Linked DNA regions of Mus musculus: region 1 is linked to region 2. A link is a contact called in public HiCAR-type data. All regions are on one chromosome and are shown on one strand. Each heading gives the region's core, a stretch centred on a gene start, on an enhancer-like site or on the middle of the called end of the contact. The rest is flanking DNA. Distances are from core to core; before and after follow the strand shown.

Region 1 (6,718 bases), core at 617-3,116, 150 kb after region 2:
ATGTCCCCACAGGTTCATGAGGTACAAAGCCCAGGTCCCCAGCTGCTGAAGCTGGTTTGGAAAGTTCTTAAAACTTTAGGAGATGGAACTGTTAGATGAACGGGCCCCTTCCCATCTTTCTCTGTTTTCTTTGCATGATATGAGCTGCCTGTCTTGCCTTGGCTACCATGATGGAACGAATCCTTCAAAATTCTGAGCACAAATAAGTCTTCCCTCCCTGAGATTGTGCAGGTCTGGTGTTTTGGGCATGATGTCGCCGAGTTGGAAAAGCTAGGCTGTTCTTATCATAAATCTGACCTCATGGTTCTTAGGCCTCTGGGACTTGCTTGTGGGAGGAATGTGGAAGAGTTTGGAATGTGGGCAGGAGAAGCCAAAGAACGTTGTGAGCAGAGTTCAGTGGGTGGCTCTGGTGGGATCTCAAGGCAGAATGTTCACAGAAATGTGGCCAGTGAAGACGACACTCAAGAGGCTTCTGATAGGAGCAAGGACACCATCAGCGGCCACTGAAGGCCACTCCTGCTGTCCTCTGGCAAAGCTGTATGCCACCCATGTCCTCAAAGCAAGCACTGTGAGGTGTTAAGTCCAAAGGCAGCAGCCTTCCCTGCAGAGGAGACTTCCAGGCCACGAGTAAGGCACTGTGGTTGTGTAGTGCTTATTTCTAGACACCAGCCTCACAAAAAGAATCAGGGGCAAAAATTAGAGATTTGGAAAACCTGCACTTTGGTCAGTATATGTAGAAGTTGGACTAAGGAAAGCCTAGTTGCCTTTTTTTTTTTTTTTTCATAAGAAAGGAGTCTAGCATGGCTGTCCTCTGAGAGGCTCCACCCAGCAGCTGACTCAGACAGATACAGACATTCAAAGTCAAACAGTGGATGGGGCTTGGGACTCTTACAGAAGGATAGAGGGAAGAATTGCAGACCCAAAAGGAGATATGAACTCCACAGGAAGACCAACAAAGTCAACTGACTTGAGGGGGCTCTCAGAGACGGATACACCAACCAAAGAACATACATGGGCTGGACCTAGGCCTCCCCACACATAGGTAGCAGATGTGCAGCTTGGTCTTCATGTGGGTCTGGAACAACTGAAGTAGGGGCTATCACAAAAAAAGCGGGGCTATCTATTGCCTGTCTGTGGGATATGTTCTAGCTGGGCTGCCTTGTCTGGCCTCAGTGGGAGAGGATTCTCCTAGCCCAGCAGAGATGTGATCTGCCAGGGTTGGGGGAGGTTAAGGGGGGGCACCCACTCAGAGGAGAAAGAGGGAGAAAGATTGTGGGAGGGGGTGACCTGGAGGGAGGCAGTGAGCAGGGTGTAAAGTGAATTTAAAAAGTAATTTAAAAGGGCTAGAGAGATGGCTCAGAGGTTAAGAGCACTGACTGCTCTTCCAAAGGTCCTAAGTTCAAATCCCAGCAACCACATGGTGGCTCACAACCATCTGTAATGAGATCTGACACCCTCTTCTGGTATGTCTGAAGACAGCTACAGTGTACTTACATATAACAATAAATAAATCTTTTTTAAAAATGACCAAAAAAGTAATTTTTGAAAAGAAAAGAAAAGAAAAGAAAAGAAGCCAAGAGTTAGTATAGACCCTGTAGCTCAGCATAGAACGCATGCTTAGCATCCCTGAGGCTCTATGTTCAATTCTCAGCATGGGGATGGGGAGGGGCCAAAAATTTTGCTTCAGGGCAACAGGAAAGATGCCTTGAAGGAATCCCAGGAACCAGGTAGAGATCTACTGCAGGCTCCAGTACAGCCTGTCACACAGGGCTGCCTAAGAAGTGTCTTCCCAGGTTCAGCCATGCAGGCACTTCGAAATCACTAAAGCTATGGGGTCTAAGAGGGCCCAGCTAAGGGTCAGGCTGACGACAGACCCTGACATCACTCACAGGATGCCGGTTCTGTGTGCACGCAGACTGTAGGGGTTACTGGGTCATGGAGGTAATCAAGACAATAGGCTCCAGACACGCCCACAGATCAGAGGGCTAAGAACGGAGGGCACAGAGTGGTATGGGGGTCTGCACATACAGTCAATTATATGTGACAAGACATTAATGCTCTTTAATGGAGTGAGGAAGGATTCTCCCAAGAACAGCGCTGCCACAATCAGTTAACAGCCTGCAGAGAATGACTTTCCACAGGAACCAACCACACAGGAACTCAGACCTCACTCCAAAAGCTGATAATGTGACCCTTCTAGAAAATTCTCACGATTTCTTCATGGTTCTGGGCCATTCACTGACTTGGTGGGCATCTTGAGTCTGGGGCACACAGTGGGCTGCTGCTGTCTGTCCTTGCTTACATACCACGTCCCACAGCTCTCTGCTGCTGGCACTGCACCATCTGAGTGAAGTGTGGAAATGTCCCTTTGTCACTGTCCTTTTGCCTGCCTTACTCAGCCTCTGTCAGGAGTTCTGTGAAACTCGTCCGGTTTGTGCCTCAAGGCTCACTCATGCAGGTTCTAGATTGTTCCCAGAGATGAAGAGCTCTCAGCAATCTCTGGCTGCTCTGTCCAGAGCCGCTTCTCTTCTCATTCACATTTCTTTGGTCACTCTTCTGGAGTGGTCTGTCAGTGACCAACCCCTAGCTTTCTGTTACCTGGGATCATCTTGATATTCTGAAAGATAGCATCATGGAGCGTCAGCATCCTGTGTAGATATAGACCCTTGCCTGCAGACATGCCCCTCCTTCAGCATCGGAAACAGCAGATCCTCGCACAGGTCAAAGGTGGAAGCACTGGAAAGTTCTCAGCACACAACCGGTGTCACCTCGCCAGGGAAAGGGCAAACCCTCAGCGAAAGCTGACACCGGAAGCATCTGCCTGGCATGGAGAGGCCCAGTGAGCAAATGGATGGGGCACTGAGAAGGTAGAGGCCTGAGCTACGCACCAACAAGACATGTGGGAAAACTGTCACACGAATTCCTTGGAAAGAAGTGAGGGCAAGCAAAGTCCTGAGAGTAGGTGGCAGAAGTGGGTCAGCCATCACCTTTGAGTGACAAACAGGGCAGCTGGGACCCTAGTAAGGAGTTAGCTGGAACTGAGCCAGGGCCTCAAAGGGCTGGCACTGAACAAGCAGGCATGAAGGATGCTCCTCCTGACACAGGCCGGTGGGCAAAGAGCAGTCAAGCTCCAGGGGAAACCAGCCTAGGGAAATTCTGTGCCCTGGATGCCATGAGGGGAGAATGAGACCAGATCCCCTGGTCATAGAACTCCAGGTCCCCTGGTACTCCGCTTTGTCTGGGTTATGAGCTGGGGCCTTACGGTAATGAGTAGTAGGCTGGAGTATGATCATGCTGTGAGCCTGGCATGATCTTGGCCATGGAGCTGTAGAATATAAAGACTGGCTCTTCCCTGGCCAGCAGCTTCCTACTGACCTAAGTCGAGTGCCTTGGACTTGACCCACAGTGGTGAGCCCTGAGCAACAGCATGATAGCCCTTAAACAGATACTATAAAGGGATGGAGACATCTGTGAAACACCAGACATTCAGAATGGGGCTGAAAGCAAGAAGGGGGCACCCAAACAGACCAGGGTCCCCCTGGGCAGCAGGGCTGAGGCTAGGCACACTCATGTGCTCTCTTCCAGTTCCAGCACCTTCTTACAACAAGTAGCTCATTGACATCAACATTGGCTGCAGCTGCCAATATAGGCAAGAGGTCACCATTGCACCCTGTGTGGGTCAGGGCAGCGGGAAGAGGCCTGTAGTGATGTGCAGGGGGAAGGTGGGGCAGGACCCAGAGTTCTACAGGATCAGCCCACACCAATGGCCTACCCTCTTTCCTTTCTTGTCCATCCGGGAACCATGGGAATTAGGGTGGATGGTGAATTGGGGGTCCTAACTAGGACAAACTCAGACAGATAGATAATAGGTCTGGGCAGAAGAGCAGAGAGGAAAGAAACCTCCACACTAATGCTGCCTCCTGGATTAGCTCCACTCCCTCTGAGCCATAACCATTTGGCTCTCCTCTCTTGTCTCAATGGCTCCACACTAATGTGTTATTAAGTGCCTTCTTGTTTCCATAACAAACCTTTTCTGTGTGTGTTCAATAGCTGGTATTGAGTGAAATGACTCTCTTTCTATAAGATATTCCCCAGGGCCCGCCTCAGGCCTCTCCTCTCACCTTGTTGGTGATTCTAGATATGAGATCTCAGGGATGTTTCCTCACAGAGTGGGATCCTTGGTGTTGTACAGGCTCACTCACACACAACCAACAACAGTAACACTGCCACCACCAATAAACCATCACGACACACCAGCATCCTTACCAATATCCTAACAAACAACAGCCCCACAATAACATTAACAACACACCCCCATCGATAATAGCACACCACACCACCATCACCACCAATAACACTAGCAATGCTAACACCTCCAGCAACCACAACAGGCCAGTGTTCCCACCAGGACGACTAACACCCACCCTCAATACCAATATCACTAACAACCAGAACATACTGCCATCAATATCACCACCAAAGCAGTGCCAATCCATCAACAACAGAACAATGCTAACTAAAACATCATCAACTCTATCACCCACACGCAACATACCAGCCACTGGGCATACCAAAGGTCCTGCAGATGCCTTGCCATCATGGAAACCTTGGGGATAACTACATCACTGGAGGCAACACTGCCCGTCACTGTGTCCCCCATATGGGAAATGGGTTCCAAACCCTGACAGGTGCCTTAGACCATGGATACACAAGCCCTGTATCCACAGAGATACAGAAATGGCTGACTCTGATAACAGGTGGTTACTAGGCAACCACGGGATGGCACAAGTGTTGTGGACATGGCAGGCAGAGGGTGAGAGGGCACGAGATTGTGCACAATCCCATCATGCCACTAGGCATGGGTCACAATTTAAATTAGGAATCGGCATTTCTGGTGTAATATTTTTTTCGGATGAAAGGCAACTTCAATTGCCACATCCTGCGTGGACTGGTCCTGGAGACCTGACTGAGGTGATGCAGGGATGAAGAGCAGACAGGCACACAGACACATGCACAGAAAAACTGGGATCTGGTGAGTTGCGTGCTCTCTGATAGAGATACAGTATCAAAAGTGTAACAACTGGGAAACTGGATGAGTTTACACCTCTGAATAGAGGAGTTGGGCTTGTTGTATACAGCTGAACAAGGAGGCATGTTTGGTTGATCTCTGAGGGGATTTCTGTAGTGGAGCAGCTCCAGGCTGCCATCATCCCAGAGGAGGAAGCGGTGGTTGGTGGTTCCTGCACACACCATCAACATTCCCATTCAGACAAGAGGAAGGCTTTGCCTCTCCCTGAACATCACCCAGGAAAGCTTGCCATGCCCCTGGATCCAAGACACTGCAGTTCTTGGCAAGACCCTGCCTGTGTCAAACAATCCACATTCTCTCAGGACCTCATTCACTCACCATGCTCAGGTAAGTGAGACCAGAAATGCAGAGCAGAAGACAAATGACAGACAGATCCCTGCTGGACACAGGTACCTCCCTGCCCAGTTCCTGTTCAGTTAGTAGGTCAGCCATGTGACCGAGTTCACATTGGAAGGGGCAGACACAAGGACAAAGGAGTTCCAACCCCAGGAGCAACTACATCTAGAACTGGATTTACCTCCATCGGCCAGTGCCTCCTGTGACCATGCAGCCAGAGCAGGAGGGATGTACAGAGCGGGGGCTCAGTGTGCATAATACAGGGGCTGAGTGTGCCCAGTGCAGGGGCTGAGTGTGCCCAGAGCAGGGGCTGAGTGTGCCCAGAGCAGGGGCTGAGTGTGCACAGAGCAGGGGCTGAGTGTGCACAGAGCAGGGGCTGAGTGTGCACAGAGCAGGACCTGAGTGTGCCAAGTGCAGGGGCTGAGTGTTCATAGAGCAGTGACTGAGTGTGCACGGAGCAGGGGCTGAGCGTGCACAGAGCCAGGGCTGTATGCTTTGCCAAACCAGCCATTATCCTCATCCAAAACCAAGCAGTAGGCATCGTGTTCGCACTATTGTAGCGATGGGTAACAAAGCACTGGTACCATAGTTAATAGCCACAGCGGTGTAGGTGCACAGCGGGTCACATGACATTTTGCCATCAGTCCCCATGCTGGGCAGTAGGAGTGAAGCTGGTCCAGCTGCCTACCTGGTGTGACAGGACTTGGAGCATTTTCCTCAGGACATGGCAGACAATGTCACACTGTCCCTGCTGCCATCACTGACAGGTGCCCTTCGGCCGTGGGCTTTCCTGGCTCTGCCTTCCACAGAGGGGGGTGCACTGAATGAACAGTGGCTGTGAGGCTGAGAGCCAGGGTTGCAACTGTGCCATACATAACAGGGCAGGGTCACAGGGCTAGGCAGCTTTGGGGTCTACGTGGCTGCCTACCCTGAGACTGGCCATCTCCCCCAGAGGCCTGGCCCACTCCTCTAGTGTGGTGGCGGCTGCACGGTGACCTTGTAGTAACCCAAGTGCCATCCGTCAGCAGCCGGCCGCCAGCCTCCGGAACGCCACCGCAGCTCATCTGAATTCAAATTACCCTGGGAGCTACACGCTGGTGCCAGCCATAACTCAGTACGAGGAGGAGCATGGCCGCCCCTAGATTGGACATCACCATACATTCCTGGGGCGTCGGACAGGGCTACTAATGAAAATATCAATCAAAAACTCGGCTGACTTAATGGTCAATTTAAATTAATTAATTGGAGAGGAGAAAAAAAAAAGTTGAGGAGGACAGCGCTGCTGGGCTCTGT
Region 2 (6,424 bases), core at 1,008-3,507:
AGTCCTGGCCTTGGCCTTTAGGGCTGCGGTGCGCGGGCGGCCCTCGGAGTGTACAGCGGAGAAAGAGCTCCGATCGATTCACGGGGCAGATACAAACTTAATTAAACTCATTTTGTGTAATGTACAAACTAGTTAAAGTCCATTTAATTTATTTGGGCGTATATTACCTTCCAATTACAGCGGGCGCGGGGCCAGCCAATTACCGCACAGTTAATAGCTGGAGGGGCGCGAGGCCTGGGGTGGGGTCGGCCGGCTGTGAGGAGGCCACTTCTGAAAACCAAAATCGGTCGTCTGGGAGCTGTCCCTACCTCAGGCTTCAGGCCCTGAAAACTAGGCGTCGCAAAGTGCTGACTTCCCTGCGGACCTCTGGGGCCCACCAACCAGCTCCCCAGCGACTCTGTCTTAAGCGGGCTCCAGCTTCCCGTGGGCTGGTTGAGTTTGGAGGCTGGGAAAGCGTATTGTGAACCTCTAAGCAGGGCCCTGGGAGGGAGTATGAGCGCTAATCCCGCTGCATCCAGAGAGATGCTGCCGCCATGACTGCATTTTGCCTCTGAAATTTTGCAAGGCTGTCTGTCTGCTCTGCAGGAATCTGAGGACCTTTCATGCCCCTCACCCACAGGTGGTCTTTAAATGCCAGAGGAGGCCTCCACGTTTTCCGACCCAGGGCCGGTGTTCAGCTCTCAGATCGAGTTGACGCTGACATACTGGAGCATAAAATCGCAACTCGAAAATAACCCAGCTCAAATGACCCAGGTCGCATGAAGAGTGCGGGTGTCCTGTCCTCAACTCCCAGGTCTTAGCAGGACAACTATTCCCTCAGGCGACACGTAGCCAGTCATCCCTGCCCCAGCCCTGCCTGGCTGCCCTCTCCCAACTGTGCAGCGCTCGCTCCCTCCCTACACAGCTCCAGCAGGCAGCCGCGAGTTCCTCGTAGACCAACCCCTTGGCGGAGAGAGGGGTCCAACTGCAGCCTGCATGGCCTGCCCTTCCTCTCTCTAGGAACGGAAGGTCAATGCAACCGCGTTGGTAGAGCTGGCGGCCCCAGTCCAGTTCTCCCTGAGCGTTCTGGTCCATGAGAGGCGCAGGGGCCAAGAAGTTAGAGGAGGACGGGGGAGGGGCACAAAAAGCAATCAGGAGCTGGTCGAATGCAATTCGCGATCAATAGCGGCCCCTAATAAGTGTAATAGGTTTTAATCGAGTAATTATCCGAATTTTGACCCTATAATTTAGATGTTCGGGGGGAGTTTGCAAGGTGCTTGAAAGAGATATGCATGCGCCGTAATGGGATATCGACCGCAAAGGGGGCGCGGGCCGCCCCATTACCGGCCGCTTTCCGCCGCTAAGCACATTTCCCTTTAACTGTAATCGAAGGGATTTAATTGTTTTTCCAGAGATAACCAGCGTTTTGTCACAATTAGTCTGATTTGTCCAAAGGGGGAGGGCCGGGAAGGCCACGGTGGGGGTGGGTAAGTCACCAAGTCAGTCGCCGCATGTCCCTTTGCCTCCAGCACCAACTACCCTCCAACACCAAAGATTGACTAGATGAATCCTGGACCGTAGTCGCAACCCCAAGGCCCCAGATTTGGCCCAACAGAACCTTTCCAGAAGCGTGCAGCAGTGAGGGCCCTAGAGTCCGGGTCGGGAGGAGGCCACGGATGCTTGGGGCGGACCCCGCGCTCTGCGAACTTTCCACAGAGCCCGGCGGCGCTTGGGTCAGGCCCAGCTCGCCGGGAGCATAAACATTCCGGAGCAGTCGGTGTCCTCGCCCCTATCACCAACCCCTTATACTCACTTGTAGGCTCAGCTCCCGCGGCCGCTGCGACTCCTGTGGCGGCGGAGAGGGCTCGGCGTTCTAGCTCTGCGCGCGGCGAACGTCCGGAGGCAGCGGGGACCGCGACGCACGCGGCCGGGGCGCATGGGGCACACGTAGCGGGCACCACAGGGCCCAGTAGCACGCAGCGGCGTCTCCTACTGTTGAACTTGTTGGGATCTAGGATGTCCAACACGGAGAAGGAGGTGGGGCGCGGGGGCGCGGCGGGCCGGGCCGCTCCAGCCCCCTCTGGCACCGCGGGAACAGTGTCGCTGGCCGCGAGCGGTGGCACTCCAGCCCGGGGAAAGATGGGCAGCTCAGCTCGTCCGTCCATAGTGTCCCGAGCTGTAGCCGCAGGAGCCGGCGGTGCGGGCCCCGAGCCGGGCCCGGGCGGTGGCGGTGGCAGCGCGGGGACGTCCCCGGGTGCCGCCGGGCCGCTGGTACTCATGCGGGCCTCGGGCCGCTCAGGCGGCTCGGGCCCCCGCTACCTACTGGGATCCCATCCCTGCGCCCCGCAAAATCAGCCTCAGCCCAGCTGTTCCCGCTCTGCTGGTGCTGCCTGGCCTTGCCTCCGCCACCGCTTCAGGCGCCCGCCGCGCCGGGCCAGTGCATTTATGGCGGCCCCGCCGGAGGCGCCCACGCGCCCACACGCCGCACACACGTGCGCCCGCAGGCGGCCGCAGGGTTCCGCTTCCCTCGTTAGCGCTCACGCCTAATTGGCTGCGAACGGTCCCAAGCGGAGTAGGCGGGCCCGGTACGGGACTCACGGACTGAGCCGCAGAGACGGACAGACAGACGCCCTGCCCGGAGCCAGAGCACAGTCCACTGGAGGCTGGGGTGCTCAGCACCGTGCCGCTGCGCCTCCGCGGGGCTGGAAACTGCGTGCCCGCCTCCTTGGCGAAGGGGGAGGAGACAGTCGCCTTTTAAATAATTGCGGGATCAGTTGGCTGTGGAGGGCTGCAGAGGCCCCAGGACGTGGGAACCCACGCGCCCCGAGTTGGCCTGGACATCCCAGCTCAGGGTACCGCTAAGGCAGGTCTCTCCTGCTGCCGTGGCACGCGGGGTTCTGGGCTATCCTGGCACCAGGGGCTCTCGCGCCTTCCGCTGCTAGGACGGAAAGGGAGAGAGGGGTTCTTGCGGGTTCTGAGTCTCTCCAGGGTCTTCAGCCCCTTGTGGGGCGTGTTCCCAGAGTTTCGGTTTCCGCTGCCCTCGATTGCTGTTTTTCCGCGTCTGGAGCAATCTGGTCAGAATCTCTGTCCCTCCATCCTCACTGGCTTTGACTCCCGCCCCCTTGGCTGGATCAAATTAGGGACGACTCGAAATCCCCCGCAAGAGGCGGGGCTGGCGCCCGCGAGTGACGCTCATTAGAAGTGGAATCGAAATGAGTAGGGCTAGACGGCCGTCCTAGTCCCCGCCCCCCCCCCAAAGGGTGACCGAAAAATCGCACAAATAGCAGGTGGCCTACATAAAGATCGATACCCTTCATGTAACGGGAAAATATGTGTTTCTTCCAGAAATAATACGGAAACTGTCCTCTTCCCCATCCCTAACAAATCAGAAGGGCCGTTTGAGGCCTGAGCGTTTGTGCACCGTCTTGTCCAGTCTGGAGATTTACAGGACAGTCTCGGCGGACGACCTCGGAAGGTCGAGCCCGGCTTTGGAGGATGAGGGTCAGGTAGCCGATGCTTCGCTTCCTAGTTTTCCTCCTCCTCTCGCTCAGGCCAATGAGCTGACCCGCCTCTGAAGGACCCAGGTGGGACCCGGCGATGGAACTGGCGTGCCCAGAGTGTGAGTGTGTGCGCCTACGACGTGTGCTCCAGCGGGTATGCATTCCTCCTCCCACTACGGTCCCGAGAGCCTGCTCTGCACAAGGACGGTCCTTTGCAATTACCGCGGGCAATGATCCTTCGGAAGCAGAAATTAAAAGTTAGGAGAAATAATGGGGGACCGATCGCCTGTAATTTGGGCCAAGCTCGGACATGCTGAGCCTCTGGGAGGCTGGGACAGGAGGCAGAAGGAGGGGGGCAGGGCTCTCCTCCCCTCAGTTTCTTCCCTGCCCCCTCCCACCCTCACCGCGCTGGTCCATCCTGAGATTCTAATCAGACCCACAACACTGTGTCCTTCCTTGCCAGGACCTGATTATTCTTTATCTTTAAATTATAAATCACCTCTGGGGAAGGAGGGTGGGTAATCTCTCATCACAGTGAGGTAATTATCTTCTTCCCGCCCCCATCTTGGTCTTTGCTCCCTTCCTCTTCTCAACTGAGTTTGAATATAGATGTACACGCCCCATTCTCTTACAAACACACACACACACACACACACACAGAGAGAGAGAGAGAGAGAGAGAGAGAGAGAGAGAGAGAGAGAGAGAGAGAGTCACACTCATTCAGAAGCCGCCAACACACAAGCAGGAATTCATTCATGAGCACCCACACCCAGTCAGAAGGTGGCTCAAAAGGGCAGTGCGCTGCACCCCGTCACCCCTCCCCCATCTGCTCCTCCTTCCACTTCCTGTCTCTTTTAAGTCCTTTGGTGAGGACTGCACACAGACCGGCTGCCAAGTCCCCATCTTCTTTGCTTCCCCAGGAAGCAGAGCCACTGGGTGCAGAAGGGAGCTTCTTTTGGGAGGGGAGGGCAGGGGAGGACAGGCCTCATGTGCAGAGCTGGCTCTGGGTAGTGGAGACTCTGGGACATCCCTACAAGCACCCACACCCCCCCACACACCCCCCCACACACACATTTGTCACTAGCACAAGTCAGCAGAGGGGTGAATGTTGGCAAACATTTAACAGCAGCTGCAGCACCCACACCTTACTGGGTTGGAGCTGGCCTGGCTGCACTCTCAGCCATGACACCTGCCTGTGAGGAAGTACAATGACCTGTGTAGCCCTTTCTGTGCAGCCTTCCTTCAGGACAAGCAAATGCAAGCAAAGTGGTGTTTCCTAGAACGTGAGTTGTAGACTGCAGCTAAGACACAGACAATGTAATACAACGTGTTAACAGAGGATATGAAGTGAGATAAAGTAACACGTTATAGAAAAACAGGCAACTGGATGTTGGGTTTTGTTGTTGTCATTGTTGTTGTTTTTCACCGAAACTCACACTTGGCCCTGCCGAATGACCTGCCTGCTGATGGGTAGGGGACTGGTCAGAGCTGGGCAGAATGCAGAGAAAGCACCTTGGCTGTCTAGAAGTTTGTATGCCCCTGGTTTACTTCCCCTGCCCTTCCTGCCCCTCAATATTCTGACATGAGCTGTAGCAGGCAGAGTAATGAACAGCCAAGCTTACAGCCAACTCTGAGGAGTAAGGTGAGCCCAAGGGTCCTCTGGAGCTGAATAGGGCCACCGCTTCTCTTCTTCCTTTGGTCTGGGACAATGCTGTGTGGACATAGCTCACTGAGAGACTGAGACAACTTCTTCCTCTGTTCCCACCCTGCCTCTGAGGAACAACCAAGTCAGAGGGTTGCCCGATGCCCCTCCTCCTCGCCCAGAACTCTAAACAACAGCCCTCTTTCAGCCTCAACCAGACTGTCTAGGGCTATAAGGACGTCCTTTAGCTCCTAATCACAATTGATTGTCAATTAGACCCTCATCTGTGCAATCTCTGCCCATCTGCCATCTCAGGTTATCTCCAACCTACCAGCTTCACTTGTGGGGCCTCAGGTGGGCACTGACAGGTGAAATCCCAGCCTCGAGTGAAGATGGCTCTGCTTGTGCAGGATAGGAAACATCCCCTTTCCTGCTGAGCCCCCACCGTGGCAGGTCAGTCAGGGTGATAAGTCATGTTGGACTGGGGTATCGAGGCAGGAACAGATGTGGCAAGGGTGAGAGTATGACCAGGGGACTTGTGACCAGAGGTCTGAGAAGTAGGCCTAGCAAAAGGAGGGCGTAAGCTGACTTTCTCAGCTTCCTTACCCCTGATTTGTTCATTTTGAAATTCTGAAAGAGGCAAGAGAAGGAACCCCCAGCCTCTCTTGTTAACTCACCTTGGATAATGACTTGTCTCCACTGTGGAGTGGTCTCTTAGACCCCTTTTACTTCCCTTCAAGGACCCAAGGGCTCCAGTAACAGCCACTTACTCAGAGTAAAGCAATGGTGATTGGTGGAATATCCTTCATTTCTGCTGCTGGGAGCTCTATGGACAGGCTGTAAGGGCTGTAGTGTTCGGGGTCTTTATGGTTGGGCACAACCACAGACAGCCTTTCACTTTGACTGCTGTTTTCCTTATGTCCTGTTAACTCCACCCCCACTCTGCCAAGTGACCAGGCCCCCGAAACCTTTCTGAAACATGCAGAGGCAGGCACTTTAGTCACCTGGCCCACCATGTGTGGACTGAGGGGCTGCTGGTATTCTGCAGTCTCTGAGTGGGCTGCCTCCCCATTGAAGGATGCAATGCAGGAAATTAGGCGGACAAGAGGACAGGAGCTTCCATGTGCCTTTCTTGACCCCCACCCATATCAATATATGGTACCCCCTGCCGCTCACCAGTCTGGAAAATGAATGAGCAATTCTGCTAATTCGTTTTCTCTAAGATGTATCTCCCCTTGGGTCTTCTATCCCCTCAAGAATGAGCACAGCACATTCAGAAACTCAGAAGAAAGAGCTCGGGCGG

What was found. HiCAR-type assays count read pairs that join an accessible place to other places.
Region 1: a HiCAR-type map of embryonic stem cells shows a contact between it and region 2, with 6 times the contacts expected there. The contact joins the enhancer-like site here to the promoter of Nkx1-1 in region 2. A contact is called at or near these places in 10 of 39 promoter capture datasets (the 3T3-L1 cell line, 3T3-L1-derived adipocytes, cranial neural crest and 5 more), 2 of 15 datasets of contacts at CTCF or cohesin (embryonic stem cells and large pre-B cells), 17 of 484 Hi-C or Micro-C datasets (the AML12 cell line, the G1E-ER4 cell line, the HL-1 cell line and 9 more), 15 of 115 datasets of contacts at active chromatin or transcription factors (craniofacial prominence, embryonic basal ganglia, embryonic forebrain and 6 more) and 3 of 9 other capture datasets (adipose tissue, embryonic stem cells and liver).

The regions. Positions count from the first base shown.
Region 1 is chr5:33,581,330-33,588,047 of GRCm38.p6, forward strand. No RefSeq gene overlaps it. Among named protein-coding and RNA genes, the nearest start is that of Fam53a, 45 kb to the right of the region's middle. Within about 2 kb of position 1,867, at least 2 of the 459 cell types and tissues checked have an H3K27ac peak or open chromatin away from gene starts, as enhancers often do.
Region 2 is chr5:33,431,833-33,438,256 of GRCm38.p6, forward strand. Nkx1-1 (NK1 homeobox 1) reads right to left here and starts at 2,258. Exons shown (of 2, transcript NM_011320.1): 1 at 1,793-2,258. The coding sequence starts at 2,258.